Linked DNA regions of Sus scrofa: regions 2 and 3 are each linked to region 1. The links are chromatin contacts, called in public Hi-C and HiChIP or PLAC-seq maps. All regions are on one chromosome and are shown on one strand. Each heading gives the region's core, a stretch centred on a gene start, on an enhancer-like site or on the middle of the called end of the contact. The rest is flanking DNA. Distances are from core to core; before and after follow the strand shown.

Region 1 (4,684 bases), core at 1,225-3,724:
TATTTACAAACAGCCAAGATCAGTTTCAAGGGTTAGTATTCTCCCCATTTTAAGGAAAAAAATTCCTTCCTCAGGAACATCATTTAAAAGATGTGTCAATAAATGGCCACCTGTAAAACACAGGTTTTATGTCAAATGGCCTATTGTGCAACATTTAATTACTAATCATGGGGCACTCATTATATGCAAAGTAGTTTTCTGGATTCTGGGATACAGGGAGGAAGCTGTAAAAATGACTAGGTCCCTCCCTCAAGGAGTTTACACTAGAAATCTGGAGAGGGTAAAGCAAACTGGGATAACTAGGTCAACCTGACATAAGAACAGATGACTCGTTCCAAAGCAAACTCTGCCCTTATATCCCATCATTTCTTCTAAAAAAGAATCTGTGGTCTTAAGAAATTATGCTCTAGGAGTTCTCATTGTGGCTCAGTGGTTAATGAATCCGACTAGGAACCATGAGGTTATGGGTTCGATCCCTGGCCTCGATCAGTGGGTTAAGGATCCAGCATTGCTGTGAGCTGTGGTGTAGGTTGCAGATGTGGCTCAGATCCCGAGTTGCTGCGGCTGTGGTGCAAGCTGGCGGCTACAGCTCCGATTAGACCCCTGCCTGGGAACCTCCATATGCTGCGGGTGCGGCCCTAGAAAAGACAAACAAAAAAAGAAAAAAAAGGAAAAAGAAAAAGAAAAAGAAGTTATGCTCTACAGCTTGTATCACCACCATTCATGGTCTAAACAAAATTTGCAGCCTTGCAGAAGGTGTCCTCAACAGTAACCTCCATGCTGATCCCATAGACTGGCACCTGGTCTTCGCTGAACACTTTCAAAGGAAATTTGAAAATTTTCTGTGTCTTGCTTCTCACTGGCTTTTGGAGAAAAGAATAGTGAGGAAAGGGACTGGTAGGTTGCTTTTTTATAGGTACCCTTTCGTTGTCACCGTCATCATCATCATTTTCAAGCCTGGTTTTTACACATCTAGGAGGCAGAGGGGTCGAAGGCTTTGGTGAGAGAGGGTGTTTGGGGGGAGGATACCAGCAGGTGGCGCTTGTCTCCTCCTTGGAGGTTAGAAAGCTGTAATTCTAGAATCCCACAGGAGTCAAAGCGACTTACTATGCACGCAGTCAATGCCAGTGACATAGATCATGCCAGGCGTTAGGCCCCGCCTCGGGCTCAGGTCATCCTCTTTCTGCAACACCACTTAAAAAAAATGACTCCCCCGCTCCAAGCGTTGAATTATTTTCTCACTCGGCCCTCATCCTCACTTCCCCTAGCTTAAGTCGCTCAAGGGGGCGCTGCTCAAGCCTAGGGTGTAGAGCAAAAAATAAAGGCTCCCTCCCAGGGAGCTGGAGCTGGAACTTTGGGAAAGAGTGGGACTTGATCCATCTGCCAGCTGATCTGCTCTTATGGTGTCAGATGCTCTGTCACCTCTGGTGTTGCAGGCGTTGGTCTGGGCTGAACTGAAATTCGCTTGCAGGCAGATAGATGAGCTCCCATGCCCCGCAGGGGTAAGAAGAGCCCACGCGGGTACCTTGACGATACCAGTGCGCAGGCTTCAACTGTGACTGAGTTACCGGCCAGTTGGGGTCAGGGACTTTCTGACCTCTCCAGCTCCACACAGTTCCAAGCTCAGCCACAGCCAGCCCATCTTTCTCCTGTGCCAGAGGGGTCTGTCTACCATAACGCCACCTTCATTTTGAAAGTCCTTTCTTTCTGTGCCTGTGGTTTTCTGCCATCACTCAGAAAACTTTCTGCCCGGCTGCTATTTGTTTGCAGTGGGGTTCAGCCCGAGTTTACAGGAAGGAGGGCGGCCCTAGAACCTGAAGGCTCCACTTTCGAAACCAGCTCCGTCTCTGACTGCGCGGGTGACCTCAGACTAGTTTCTAAACTTCCCCTGGGGAGTGGAGAAGGCGGTTTTTCTGCTCGTGGGGTCCCTGGATTAATTGAGATCATTCCTGTAGACGACTTAGATCAGCGTCTGGCTCATTGGCGGTGCCCACCTGCCAAGGGTCCTCCGTTGGCCAGACCCCCCCACGGTGAAAAACTGCCTTCCCTGTGGGTCAAAGAACAAGAAAAATGTGCAGACTTGAGATAACTTCACCTCCCCGTGATCTCACTGTATTTCACATCCCATCTATTGGCTCGCCACTGTCTTCTCAGATCCCCTAAAACCTCTGCTTCCGTAAAGCCCTCTAAGGGGCAAAAAGAGCCCCAGAGGGACGTTCGGCATTTGAATGAAAGTGACCCCTGGGCAGGCGTCCAGCCCCGCCCCCCCGCCCGCCCCGCCCCGCCCCGCGTTCAGAGAGAAGGGCCCGGCGGCGCGCGGCGGAGGAGGGCTCGGGGCTGGGCTGGCCGCTCGCGGGAAGGAGGAGGAGAGAGCGGGCGGCGGAGGAGGGGAGCGCGCCGAGAGGAGGGAGCAGGGGCGGGAGGAGACACATGCGCGCTGCCTGCTGCCGCCGCCGCCGCCGCCGCTGCCGCCGCCGCAGTCCTTAGCTTCCCGGGGACAGGAAACCTTCGAGACCAAGCTGCCGCTGCCGCTGCCGCCTCCCCGTCTGCTCCTCGTACCGCGCGCCTGCCACACCCTCCTCCCGCTCTTGCAGCATCTTTCGGTGGAGCCCTGCAGGAACTCGGCCCGGGCAGCTGTCTCCCTTTCCCGGGTAAAGCTGTGACCCCCCCGCAGGAGCGGCGGGGCGGGGTGGGGGGGCCCGGGAGAAGATGGCGACGCCGGGAAGCGAACCCCAACCTTTCGTCCCTGCCCTTTCGGTGGCTCCTCTGCACCCACATCATCATCCCCACCACCACCACCACCACCAGCAGCAGCAGCTCCACGGAGGAACCGGAGCCAGCGGCGGGCCCGGGGGAGGCGGCGGCGGCGGAGGCAGCGGGGGCTTCAACTTGCCCTTGAACCGGGGGCTGGAGCGCGCGCTGGAGGAAGCGGCCAACTCCGGGGGATTGAACCTCAGTGCCAGGAAACTGAAGGAATTTCCCAGGACTGCGGCCCCCGCGCACGACCTCTCGGACACGGTGCAGGCAGGTGAGAGAGGGCCGTGGGCGGGCAGTGGGTGTGGGTGGCTGGTTGTCGTGCCTTCCCGGACGCGGTGGCCGGTCTGAGATCTGGCCTTGCTGGGGGTCCAGCGGCCCGTGCTCTCCCGAGGAAGGGAGCCGCGGGGGCGATCCCGCTGTGCGGCGCCGAGAGAGCGGGACTGCTCCCCGCCGCAGCGCCCACGAGCGCGGGGGTCTGCGGCTCCGCACCCGGCGGCGGCCGCTCGGGGGATGCGGCAGCCAGGCTGGGACCTGCGGGCGCGCCCCGTGCGCGCCGTGGATGTGGGAGGTTTTCGCCCGCCGCAGCTGCTTCCTGGGCCCCGCGTGGGGTCTGAGGACCCGTCCGCGGTGTCTGCACCTCCGTCCCGGGCAACTCCGCTTTACTGGGAGGCGTCGCGGCTCTTGATGGGGAACCCCAGACAAAGGTGGCGCGGCCTCCGCCGACTGGAGGGCACCGGCTCGGTGCCTCGAGACCCTCTCGGCGGCCTCGCGCAGCGATCGGGCAACTTGGTGCCGCCTGCGAGGAGGTGCCGAGGCTCCCCCTTCCTGCGCCTGTGCGAGGAAGGAGCGGCGGCGGTGGTCGGGAAGCCGAATCGCGGCCACTTGGCAAGGCGGTTGGCTGCCTAGTGCCTTGCCTCTAGCTAACCGCCCACGCGGCTTGGTTTCTGCCACCGAGGCTACCTAGTTCTCAGTAACCCAATCTTTGCGGGGGCCCTGGAGAGGACGGCCTGGCATGTTTTAAAGAAAAAAAAAGTAAAGTGAGCCGGTTTTCCTCGGTGAGCCGGGCAAGTTGTAACTCGCGCCAAGGAGCATACAGGGTTTTCAAGTTATGTCATGTGTTGACATATTTCTGAGACGTCTGCTTTCTCTTTGGTAACTGGAGTTATTGGAGCCGGGATCTATAAACAGGAAGGAAGGAGGGTGGTGGAACGCGATTCAGGCCTTGGGATCCTACAGAACGGATTCGGTTCCCAGCAGTCCAATTTCATCTCCTCGTGGGGAGGGTTTGTAGCATGGCCAGCACCTAGCATTTCCCAGAGCAATGGGTGCCCCATTTGGGAACCACTGTCCAGACTTGCTGGCTGTCATCACTTCCCGGGCCGAGTGTCAGACCCCTTGGATCCCGAATGGCCTGTGAGGTCCAGATCTGCCTGTTTCCTCTTCGGTGGGAAGAGATGGTGGCGGAGGGAGCAGGCAGTGGCTTTTTGGAGCTAGTTTTCCAGTGCTTTCTCCCCCCCTCCCCTTAATTCCACACACATTTATTGAGAGTCCTAATGACTATTTAGGCAGAATTCTGAGTTCACTAGAGGCAAACAGGACACCTCAGGGTCATTGAACTTTGTAATTTGGATTCGGGGAGAGTCCAGGATGGGCAGAAAAGAGGGAATTTCCAGAGCAGAGCTGTCAACAGCTGGGGCAGTCTCTTGATAGGATCTCTTAGTTGCCTTTTCTCAAGTGGAAGTTATTCCAAGAATTGCTTGAATCATTAACTTAAAAAAAAATCTGTTGTTAAGTTCTGCTTCTCTTTTGCCATAGAGTGTACCACGAGCTATGGGAGAATTAGATGTGACTGCAGAAAATGGACCTGGCGTGACCAATAATAATATGTGTTTGTACATTTCAGACGCGGGGATCAAAAGTTGTTCCT
Region 2 (4,684 bases), core at 706-3,205, 51 kb after region 1:
TGAGTCACAGTCAGAAGCACGTCTTGAGTGCTTATTGGTTTCATTCCAAGCCAGTGTTGGGCTGGTGAAGTCTCACCTTTCCCTGCAGCTCTGAAGAAACACTATGATCCCAGGGCACGCCACCCCCCCCCAGGGTGGGGACCTGCGTCCTGTCCTGTACCCCCGAACGTTTTCTGCCTCAAAGAGGCAGCGTGAATGGTGCACTCTGATTCAGTGACAATAAATCTGAGTCTTTATTTTTCCAGAGAGATAAAAAAAATCATTTGTTATTTTGCAAGGATCCCATATCAGTTGCATTATGTCTGTTGTATGTTTCCATTTCCGTGATGGAAGATGCTTGGTGTGACCATGAATATAAGTAGGAGAAAACCGGGCATCTTTTCATCCTGCGTTTTTATCTTAAGCATATGGGTGGAAAGGAACTATTCTGAAAAACAGAGATATCTTTGTTAGTGTGTGAAAGAACGCCAGCGACTTCTAACTTGAAGTTACATTCAGATGAGACTTTAAAGGCATGAATAGACAAAGGGAATGATTTTGAGGAAGTGCCTTCTGGAGATGGTGGGAAATCCCGTTGTGGGTAGACAGGCGGCTGGTGATTGGATCAGAGCCCCTCAGATGTTGTGGTGGCAGAAGCTGGTGGTCAGACCATTAGTCCATGGTGATTGGCGCCTTGCCTGCTGGATTTGGGGGAGTGAGGGGTGCATTTGCAGTGCCTCCCACAGATGGTCATTTGTGTGCACTGTATGCAGCTCAGAACACCCGAATTTTCAAGTGGCCTTTAAAAGGTTTGCATAGACTTCATATTAATTACTCTAAGTCTAGGAAAGTTTCCAAGTTGCCTAATACAGCTGGTCCTTGTTATTCGAGGGTTCCGTATTTGTGAGTTTTCCTACCTGCTCAGATTTGTTTTTTGCCCCCAAATCAGTACTTCTGTTGCTCTTGGGCTCATTTGCAAATGTGTAGACTGGCAAAAAAATTTGAGTTGCTGGAGGCAATGCTCTACCTTCTTGTTTCAGCTCTCGATCTAAACAAGCAGCCGTTTTGCTGTGGTAACACGCTTTTTGCATTTCTGAGCTTTCCTTCACTGATTTCACTGTTTAAATGCCCCCAAGCGTCGTGCCCAAGTCCTGTCTGTGTTTCTGAGTGCAAGAAGGCTTGAGGTGCCTTTTGGAGAAACTGCATGTATCAGGCAGGTGTTGCAGGGCCGTGGGCTGTGAGTACAGTGTGGTAAGGAAGGAATCCGTATCCTGTGTCGCGTAAGGTGTTTTTAAACCAGAAACGCACGTAAAACAAGATTGCTCTGTTCAAGTTGACCTTCCAGAACAGAACACAACTAGCATATATAATGAGGATCAGCTTTATTTATTTATTTACTTTTTCTGTCTTTTTTTGCTATTTCTTTGGGCCGCTTCCGAGGCATATGGAGGTTCCCAGGCTAGGGGTCGAATCAGAGCTGTAGCCCCCGGCCTACGCCAGAGCCTCAGCAACGTGGGATCCGAGCCGCGTCTGCAACCTACACCACAGCTCATGGCAACGCCGGATCGTTAACCCACTGAGGGAGGCCAGGGATCGAACCTGCAACCTCATGGTTGCTAGTCGGATTCGTTAACCACTGCGCCACGACGGGAACTCCAGGATCAGCTTTAGATAAGAGCTTCTCTTCTCCCCCTCCCGCCCCCAAAGTTGGACAAGCGTAGTTAGAGGCCAAACCAGATGACCCTCCCCAACAGCACCCAACATTCTGGGAACCCCTGGGAGGTTTTGATCCCATGTTATAGTTGGTCTGTCACTGCAAGGGCGGATCTGTGTTGGTGTGCAGTTCCGCAACCCCAGGTACGCTAAAAGGACAGCAGAATTCGAACGTCACAGTTTTTGAGGCGGTTTCAAAGTAAGTCAGTGTCTGGTACACGCTTTCCTCCACAGGTTCCAGAAACACTGCTCTTTCTTTGTGTGCGAAGTGGCCTCTTTGGCACCTTGCTCGCGTGGTTTCCTCTGGCCTTCTTGCAGCCGGGGTGCCTCAGTTCAGCGCACAATCCGAATAAAAATAGACAGCACAGGAACTTGCCTGTCTAGAGGAAAGAGATGGTTGCAGATTTTTAGAAGGTTTTGCGTCTGAGTGGCTGATACATTACAAGCTCAAAAAAAAAAAAAAAAAAAATCCAGTTTCAGAAAATTCAAAGGAAAAATTTGTCTGTCTTTTTAGACTCCCCATGCCTTTTTCTTTTGTAATTTCACACCCCATCCCCACCCCTGAGAGAAAAAAAAGGACACAAACAAAACAGCCCTGTTCTGTGTTTTGAGGAAATGGAATGGGAAGGCTGTTTGGTTAGACAATGAATTAAAGATTCAGAACTTCCTGGATGGGCTTTTTGGAAGGGAAATGTGTGTGGCTGCAAAGCCTGAGATTCAGCTTCCACAGGACACTTGAAAAGTTTGTTCTCAGGAGCTCTCTGACGGCCTAGGGGGTTGAGGCTCCTGCATTCTCACTGCTGTGGTTCTGGTTGCTGCTGTGCGGCGTAGGTTCAGTCCCTGGCCCAGGAATTCTCACTTACTGCCTGTGTGGCAAAAAAGAAAAAAAAAACAAACAAACCAAAAAACCCCAAAAGACCAACCAAGAGAGAACCTGAAATATACGTTGCAACTCTCATTTAAAAAAAAAAAAAATTGGTGTTCTCTGTGTCAGAACCACAGGTTAACACTATGGTACATAAAACTCCAGAGCTAAACGTTGTTTGTATATATATAATATATAATGTATATTTTTTAATCTCTCTCTCTCTATTTTTTTTAGTTGTGATAAAATATATATAAAATTGACCACTTTAACCACTTTTAAGTGTACGGTTCAGCAGTGTTAAGTGTGTTCACAGGTTATTGTACAGCCAATCTCCAAAACTCTTTCATCTTGCAAAACGGAAGCTCTGTACCCGTTAGCTACTAACTCTCCACTCTCCCCACCCCTCAGACCTTAGACATCACCCTCTACTTTCTGGCTCTGGATTTGCCTGCTCTGGATGCTCCACGTAGGTGCAGTCACACAGCATTTGTCTTTGGGCGACTGGCCTGTTTCAGGGAGCGCTGCGTCTTCGAAGTTCATGCAAGTTAGAGCATGTGTCACCATCTCCTTCCTTTGTAGACCAAAGCGCATTCCCTTAGCCACGTACCCTCTATTTTTTTTTTTTTGTTTTTTTTGTCTTTTTGCTATTTCTTGGGCCGCTCCCACGGCATATGGAGGTTCCCAGGCTAGGGGTCGAATTGGAACTGTAGCCGCCGGCCTACACCACAGCCACAGCAACGCGGGATCCAAGCGTGTCTGCAACCTACACCACAGCTCATGGCAACACTGGATTGTTAACCCACTGAGCAAGGGCAGGGACCGAACCCTCAACCTCATGGTTCCTAGTCGGATTCGTTAACCACTGCGCCACGACGGGAACTCCCGTACCCTCTATTTTACTCATCTGTCCCTCTGTTGAGGGGCACTGGGGTTGCCTCTACCATTGGACTCTGGTGAGTGATGCTGCTGTGAGCAGAAATGTGCTGATACCCCTGCTTTCGATGCTTTGGGTCCATACCCAGCAGCGGCATTGCTGGATCACTGATAATAATTCTATTTTTGAACGTTTTGAGGAAGTACTGTACGATTTTCCATGACGGCTGCACCATTTTCCATTCCTACCAAGTGTGTGCAAGGGTTCCAGTGTCTCCGTGTCCTTGCTGTCACTTGTTACTTTCTGTTAATTACTTAATGGATTGGTTAATTAATGATGGTAGCCCTCCTACTGGGTGTGAGGCGGTATCTCACTGCTGTGTTGATTTGCATTTCCCTCATCATTAGTGAGGCTGAGATCATTTCATGTGCTTCTTTGGCTACTTTCATATCCTCTTTGGAGAAACAAAGTTTCTCTAAGTACTTTAAGTTCCTTAAGTTCTTTGCCCATGTTTTAATTGGGTGGTTTGTTTTTTATGTTGAGGTATAGTTGTTGTTTATATATTATCAATATTTAACCCCTTATCACATATATGATTTTTATGGGGTCTTTTATTTGGGGGGGAGGCTTACCCGAGGCATATGGAAGTTCCCAGGCCAGGGGTGAATGGGAGCTGCAGCTGCCAGCCTACACCACAGCCACAGCAATGCTAGATCTGAGCCACGTCTGCGACCTACACCGGATCCTCAACCCACTGAGCGAGTCCAGGGATTGAACTGGCACGCACCCTCACAGAGATGAGTCCTTAACCTGCCGAGCCACACAGGAACCCCCACCCCCCACCCCCGCGCCAAAGTTCTTGGACCAAGGATTGAACTTGAGCCACAGCAGTGACATGATGATGTCCATAACTGCTGGGCCGCCAGGGAGCTCCTTCGCCAGGCTTTTAAATGTAGAAACAAACATTTTTATCCTAATAATGTCTTTATGGTTTGGGAATGTGGCTTCCTGTCTTTCAAAACTTGATGTGATTTGTTTTATTTTTTCGGACATGCCTTCTAAACACCTGCATTCGAGGTTGAAATTTCAAGTGTTTTGCAGTTGTTTTCTCAGATAGTTGGATTCCATCAGGCCAAGAATAACAAGAGTTAAGGGTCAAGGCCCTGAACTGTATGGTCAGCTCTTCCAAAGAAGTATTTATCTTTACTCATTTTTGTTTGCCTTTCCTTGGGTTTTGCTGCTCTTACCCC
Region 3 (4,684 bases), core at 740-3,239, 60 kb before region 1:
GACTGGATCACCTCGCTGTGCCGTAGAAAACTGACAGAACACTGTAAACCAGCTATCATGGAAAAAATTAAAATCACTATAAAAAATAAAATAAAATAAATAAAAAGTAAAAAATCCTGAACACAAAAAAAGGAAAACCCATGTTCATACAAAGATACGAACATGAATATTCAAAAGAGCTTTAATTGTATAAACTAAAAACTAGAAACAACCCAAATGTCTACCAACAGAAGAGATAAAGAGAGATCTACAACCACGGTATATCCACAACGGAAAACGACTCAGCAAAAAAGCGAAAGGGGCAGGGGGTGGAGTGGGGAGACAGAGAGAGAAGCAAACAAAGACAAAGCTATCTGATACACGCTCCAACATGAATGAGTCAATCGCAATTAATTAGGCCAGTTCTCAAAATAAGGAACCCAGGTTTGAAAAAAAAAAAAAAAAAGAGTACACACTGTATGATTTCATGTATATAAAATTCTAGAAAATGCAAACTAATTTATGGTGACTGATCTGTAATTGCCTGGGAAGGACAGATGAGGGGGTGAGGAGACGGGTTACAAAGAAGCAGCGGGAAATTTCAGGGCGATGGGCGTGCTTCTTAGCTTGATGGTGGTGATGCTTTCAAGAGGTGTACATGTGTGAAAACTTATCAAACTATGCGCTTTAAGTATGTGAGGCTTAGGGAACACCAATTATCCTTCAATAAAGTTGTTTTTAAAAGCTCCATGCAGGAGTTCCTGTCTTGGGTCAGCGGGTTATGAACCTGACTAGTGTCCAGAAGGATGAGGGTTTGATCCCTGACCCTGCTCAGTGGGGTTAAGGATCCGGTGTTGTGTAGGTTGGCAGTTGCAACTCCAATTTGACTCCTAGCCTGGAAACTTCTATATGCCACAGGGACAGCCTTTAAAAAGCAAAACTAAATAAACAAATAAATAAAAGCTCTGTGCACATTTCAATCCTGTATTTACTGACTCTGCTAGAGTATTTGAGAAATCTGACAATGTCTTTTTTATTTGTTTTTGTTTTTGTTTTTTTGTTTTTTGTTTTTTTGGGTTTTTTTTAGCCTCATCATGACATGTGGAAGTTCCCAGGCCAGATAGGGAACTTGAGCCACATTGGTGACAACACTGGATCCTTAACCCACTGATCCACCAGAGAACTCCCAATTTCCTCCTTTCTGCTGTGTCTCTCTTCCCAGGCTCTCCTAATTTCTTCCTGCCACACTACACGTACTGGAAAGGCCATAGCAGTAGCTGTACAGATGAGATCAGAGTCTGGCCTGTTGACTTTAAACATACAGACCTATTTTCCTACTGTCATCAGGAGCAGTCGCAATAATCACAGAAATGCAGAGAGACTTCTCATCAACCTGCAAATCCAGATGTCTCAACAGAGGAGTTCCCGTTGTGGCTCAGTGGTTAACGAACCCAACTAATATCCACAAGGACATGGGCTCGATCCCTGGGCTCACTCAGGGGTTAAGGATCTGGTGGTGCTGAGAGCTGTGGTGCAGACATGGCTCGGATCCCGAGTTGCTGTGGCTGTGGTGTAGGTCAGCAGCTATAGCTCTGATTCAGCCCCTAGCCTGGAACTTCCATATGTCACAGGTGCAGTCCGAAAAAAAAAAAAAAGACCAGTGTCTCGATAATTACTTTTGTATTTCCTGGCTGCTATGATACCAGAAAGGGGGATAGATTAGTGTATTGGGGGGATATTTAATCATTTTTATCATGTGTAAGTGACTGCTTTTATAAAATAGGGAAGTAAGGAAAGACGAAAGTTTCAAGAACCAGCTCCCAATTAACCCAACAGCCCTTCCTGTGCCCCTTAAAGCTGCAGAGGTAAGGAGTTGAGGCCCAGGTGCCTGGGTAGTCATTTGGCTTTGCACCCATCACTGCAACAAACTGGTGCAAAGGGTGGGACCTGGCTGGGCCTCATTCTCCTTAGATGCTGTGTAGACACATATCTCTGGCTTGACCCCAAGCCCTATCCTCACCCGTTTAGGAAAGAAGAGCAACTTTCTCAGTCCTCATCTGTCCTGCAGCTGCTCCCATCAAGGGCTTAAAGAAATGGCAAGTGGCCAGGCTTTCAAAGGCCGCCTTGCTTACCAGACAATTGAGTAACTTTTACGAGATCTGCTGCCAACTTCTCAGTTTGCCCGATAGTGACCCAAATATGTTATGACATATGCTTATTTAATAAGTCACTCCATGTGGTTTGAATTTAAAAGAAATATACCAGACTGTGGATGTGCAGTTTTACCAGGACGCTGTAGTGCAACACCAGCCCAAGTTTCTGTCTAAACACCCAAATCACAGTTGTTAATCCCTGGAGGGGTCACATGCCTAGGAAATGACAGGCGCCTGTTTTGAGATTCTCCTTTTTTACTAAACTCAAGGTTGTCATGGGTAACAGTCAAATTTGCTGACTACTCCACTTAAATTTTTTTTTTTTTTTTTTTTTTTTTTTTTTTTTTGCTGCACCCACAGCATGGGGAAGTTGCTAGGCCACTGATCGACCCTGTACCACAGCTGTAACCAGAGCCACAGGAGTGACAATACTGGATCCTTAACCCTCTGAGCTACTAGGAAACACCCACACTTAATTTTTTTTTTTTTTTTAGGAAACTTTCTGCCAAGTTTCACTTTCAAATTGTGTCTTAATGGTAGATGTTCTTAAGCCCCTTAGTTCAAAGATCTCCTATGAATCTATTTGCTGACTTCTTCCAAATAAGGATCTAATCCCTTGCTCAGAGAGAGAGACATTCTGTACACTTATAGGTAAGAAAGTAAACGCTGTCTGATGGAACCATTGTCTAAGGACCAGGCAAATCCCACTCGACTAGGGGAATGTAGGTATGAAGAGAAAGGAGAAATACCACTGCATCCAACAGTGAAAAGGAGAATCCAGGAGCTCAGTGAGATGTGATTGCTATTAGCTCTTTGGGGATACAGAAGCCAGAGGGCCAGAAGGCACTGTCAGTTCTCTGATCTATCAAGGGGCATTTGCATCATAAATCGGTATTAAAGGAGACAGAGGTCAGAGGGACAGAACCATTTAGGAGGAAATAACAGTGATCGAAGCCAAGCAACGCCCCAAGACCCAGCTTCCCTTTGGGGGAGTCTGTTTAAAGAACAGCTTCCTCTGAGAAGTAAATAGGCAGGGCTTCCTTTTTCTGTATTAATAAGAGTCTTCGCCAGCTCTTTAAAGAGTTTCCTACCTTGAGCCTCCGAACCTCAGAACTGTGACATGTGGAAAGCACAGAAGGGCTTACTCTTATGTGGAGCAATAGCCCTGAAACTAGTTTTTAACTGCGAAATCAAAAGAGAGAGACACACACACATAAAAAGAGGAACGAGCAGGTTCTGTGGCTATATATAGCATAGCAAGTGAAATAAGCTTTACTTTAACGAAATCATCTGTCAAAAGATCATAGCTAGTAAAAAGAAACATTTTTAATGGTGTAGGGAATTGCACCACTGTAAACAGTCCAATCCGGAAAATGGAAATAATCCTTCAATAATAACTAAAATTGGGAGTTCCCATTGTGGAAACAAATCCAACTGGTATCCACGAAGATACAGGTTTGATCCCTGGCCTCGATCAGTGGGTCAGGGATTCGGCGTTGCCACGAGCTGTGGTGCAGGTTGCAGACGAGGCTCGGATCCCGAGTTGCTGTGGCTGTGGTGTAGGCCGGCAGCTACAGCTCCAATTAGACCCCTAGCCTGGGAACTCCCATGTGCTGCGGGTGCAGCCTAAAAAACACATACTCACACAAAAAGCTAAAGTCAACTGAATATTTGGCTTGTGTACCAGAATTCATTGAACTCTCTCAACACACACAACTCTTCGTTTATTTTCTACATGAGGAAGTGAAGGGAGAGAGGACTCAGTTGCCAAGGGCCCTAAGCAGGTAAGTGGCAGAGCACGGATCTAAAGGCAGCCTCAGTGACTCTCCAGCCCTCCATCCTGTTCCTGATACTCTGCAGATCCTCTGGGAGTGTGGTTGATGGTTTTGCTCATTTGTTTTCATCAGTGGCTTTGTTTTGATTATTTTATTTTAGTTCGGGACTGGGGTAGGGGTGGGGATGCCTGGTCAGTGAGAGTTGCCTGTCGAATCTAAATAATATTTAACATTCACTGAAGTGTTGTGTACACGTGGTGCACAGAAAGCTGAAATGTCCAGTTCAGGAGCAGGGCTCCCTGCCAAGGGGAGACACTGCACGACGTCATGAACGGAGCGCAGAACTGGGAATAAGGCGGCACGGTCTGGTCCTGGCTCCATTACTCATAAGCCACGTGATTTAGGGCAAGCATAACCTCTAGGTCCATGGTGTGTTTTTCTGTTTTGGTTTTTTTTAAAATGGCTTCACCCCCAGCATATGGAAGTTCTCCAGGCCAGAGATTGAATCTGAGCCACAGATGAGTCAACCTCAGGTCCTTTAACCCACTGTGCTGGGCCAGGGATCAAAGATGCAAGCACCTGAGCCACTGCAGTCAGGTTCTTAACCCGCTGTGCCACAGCAGGAACTCCCACGGCTTTTTTTTTTTTTTTTTTTTTTATCAGTGCCTTGAGTTCTGTCTTCCTCACATACTCACTAGAGGACAAAAGACAGTGCCTTCAGCTCTCTCCAACGTTTCACTGCATCAAAGGTTTGGTTTGACTTGATGCTTTCCCAAG

The links. A called contact is a pair of places that touch in the nucleus more often than the background predicts. HiChIP or PLAC-seq counts read pairs in DNA pulled down with a chosen protein or histone mark.
Region 2: a contact with region 1 is called in an H3K27ac HiChIP or PLAC-seq map of alveolar macrophages. The contact joins the enhancer-like site here to the promoter of LRCH1 in region 1. A contact is called at or near these places in 10 of 47 Hi-C or Micro-C datasets (alveolar macrophages, fetal liver, liver and 4 more) and 2 of 2 datasets of contacts at active chromatin or transcription factors (alveolar macrophages and skeletal muscle).
Region 3: a contact with region 1 is called in a Hi-C map of skeletal muscle, with 2.1 times the contacts expected there. The contact joins the enhancer-like site here to the promoter of LRCH1 in region 1. A contact is called at or near these places in 1 of 5 promoter capture datasets (liver), 15 of 47 Hi-C or Micro-C datasets (alveolar macrophages, blood, brain and 5 more) and 2 of 2 datasets of contacts at active chromatin or transcription factors (alveolar macrophages and skeletal muscle).

Annotation. Positions count from the first base shown.
Region 1 is chr11:20,904,361-20,909,044 of Sscrofa11.1, reverse strand. It overlaps LRCH1 (leucine-rich repeat and calponin homology domain-containing protein 1), which reads left to right and starts at 2,474. Exons shown (of 20, transcript XM_013980521.2): 1 at 2,474-3,028. The coding sequence starts at 2,710.
Region 2 is chr11:20,853,267-20,857,950 of Sscrofa11.1, reverse strand. All of the region lies in intron 1 of LRCH1 (leucine-rich repeat and calponin homology domain-containing protein 1), which reads left to right. Among named protein-coding and RNA genes, the nearest start is that of LRCH1, 51 kb to the left of the region's middle. Within about 2 kb of position 1,955, at least 12 of the 83 cell types and tissues checked have an H3K27ac peak or open chromatin away from gene starts, as enhancers often do. A contact at or near this core is called in alveolar macrophages and liver, where this site is marked.
Region 3 is chr11:20,963,671-20,968,354 of Sscrofa11.1, reverse strand. No RefSeq gene overlaps it. Among named protein-coding and RNA genes, the nearest start is that of RUBCNL, 29 kb to the left of the region's middle. Within about 2 kb of position 1,989, at least 32 of the 83 cell types and tissues checked have an H3K27ac peak or open chromatin away from gene starts, as enhancers often do. A contact at or near this core is called in alveolar macrophages, liver, retroperitoneal adipose tissue and 1 more, where this site is marked.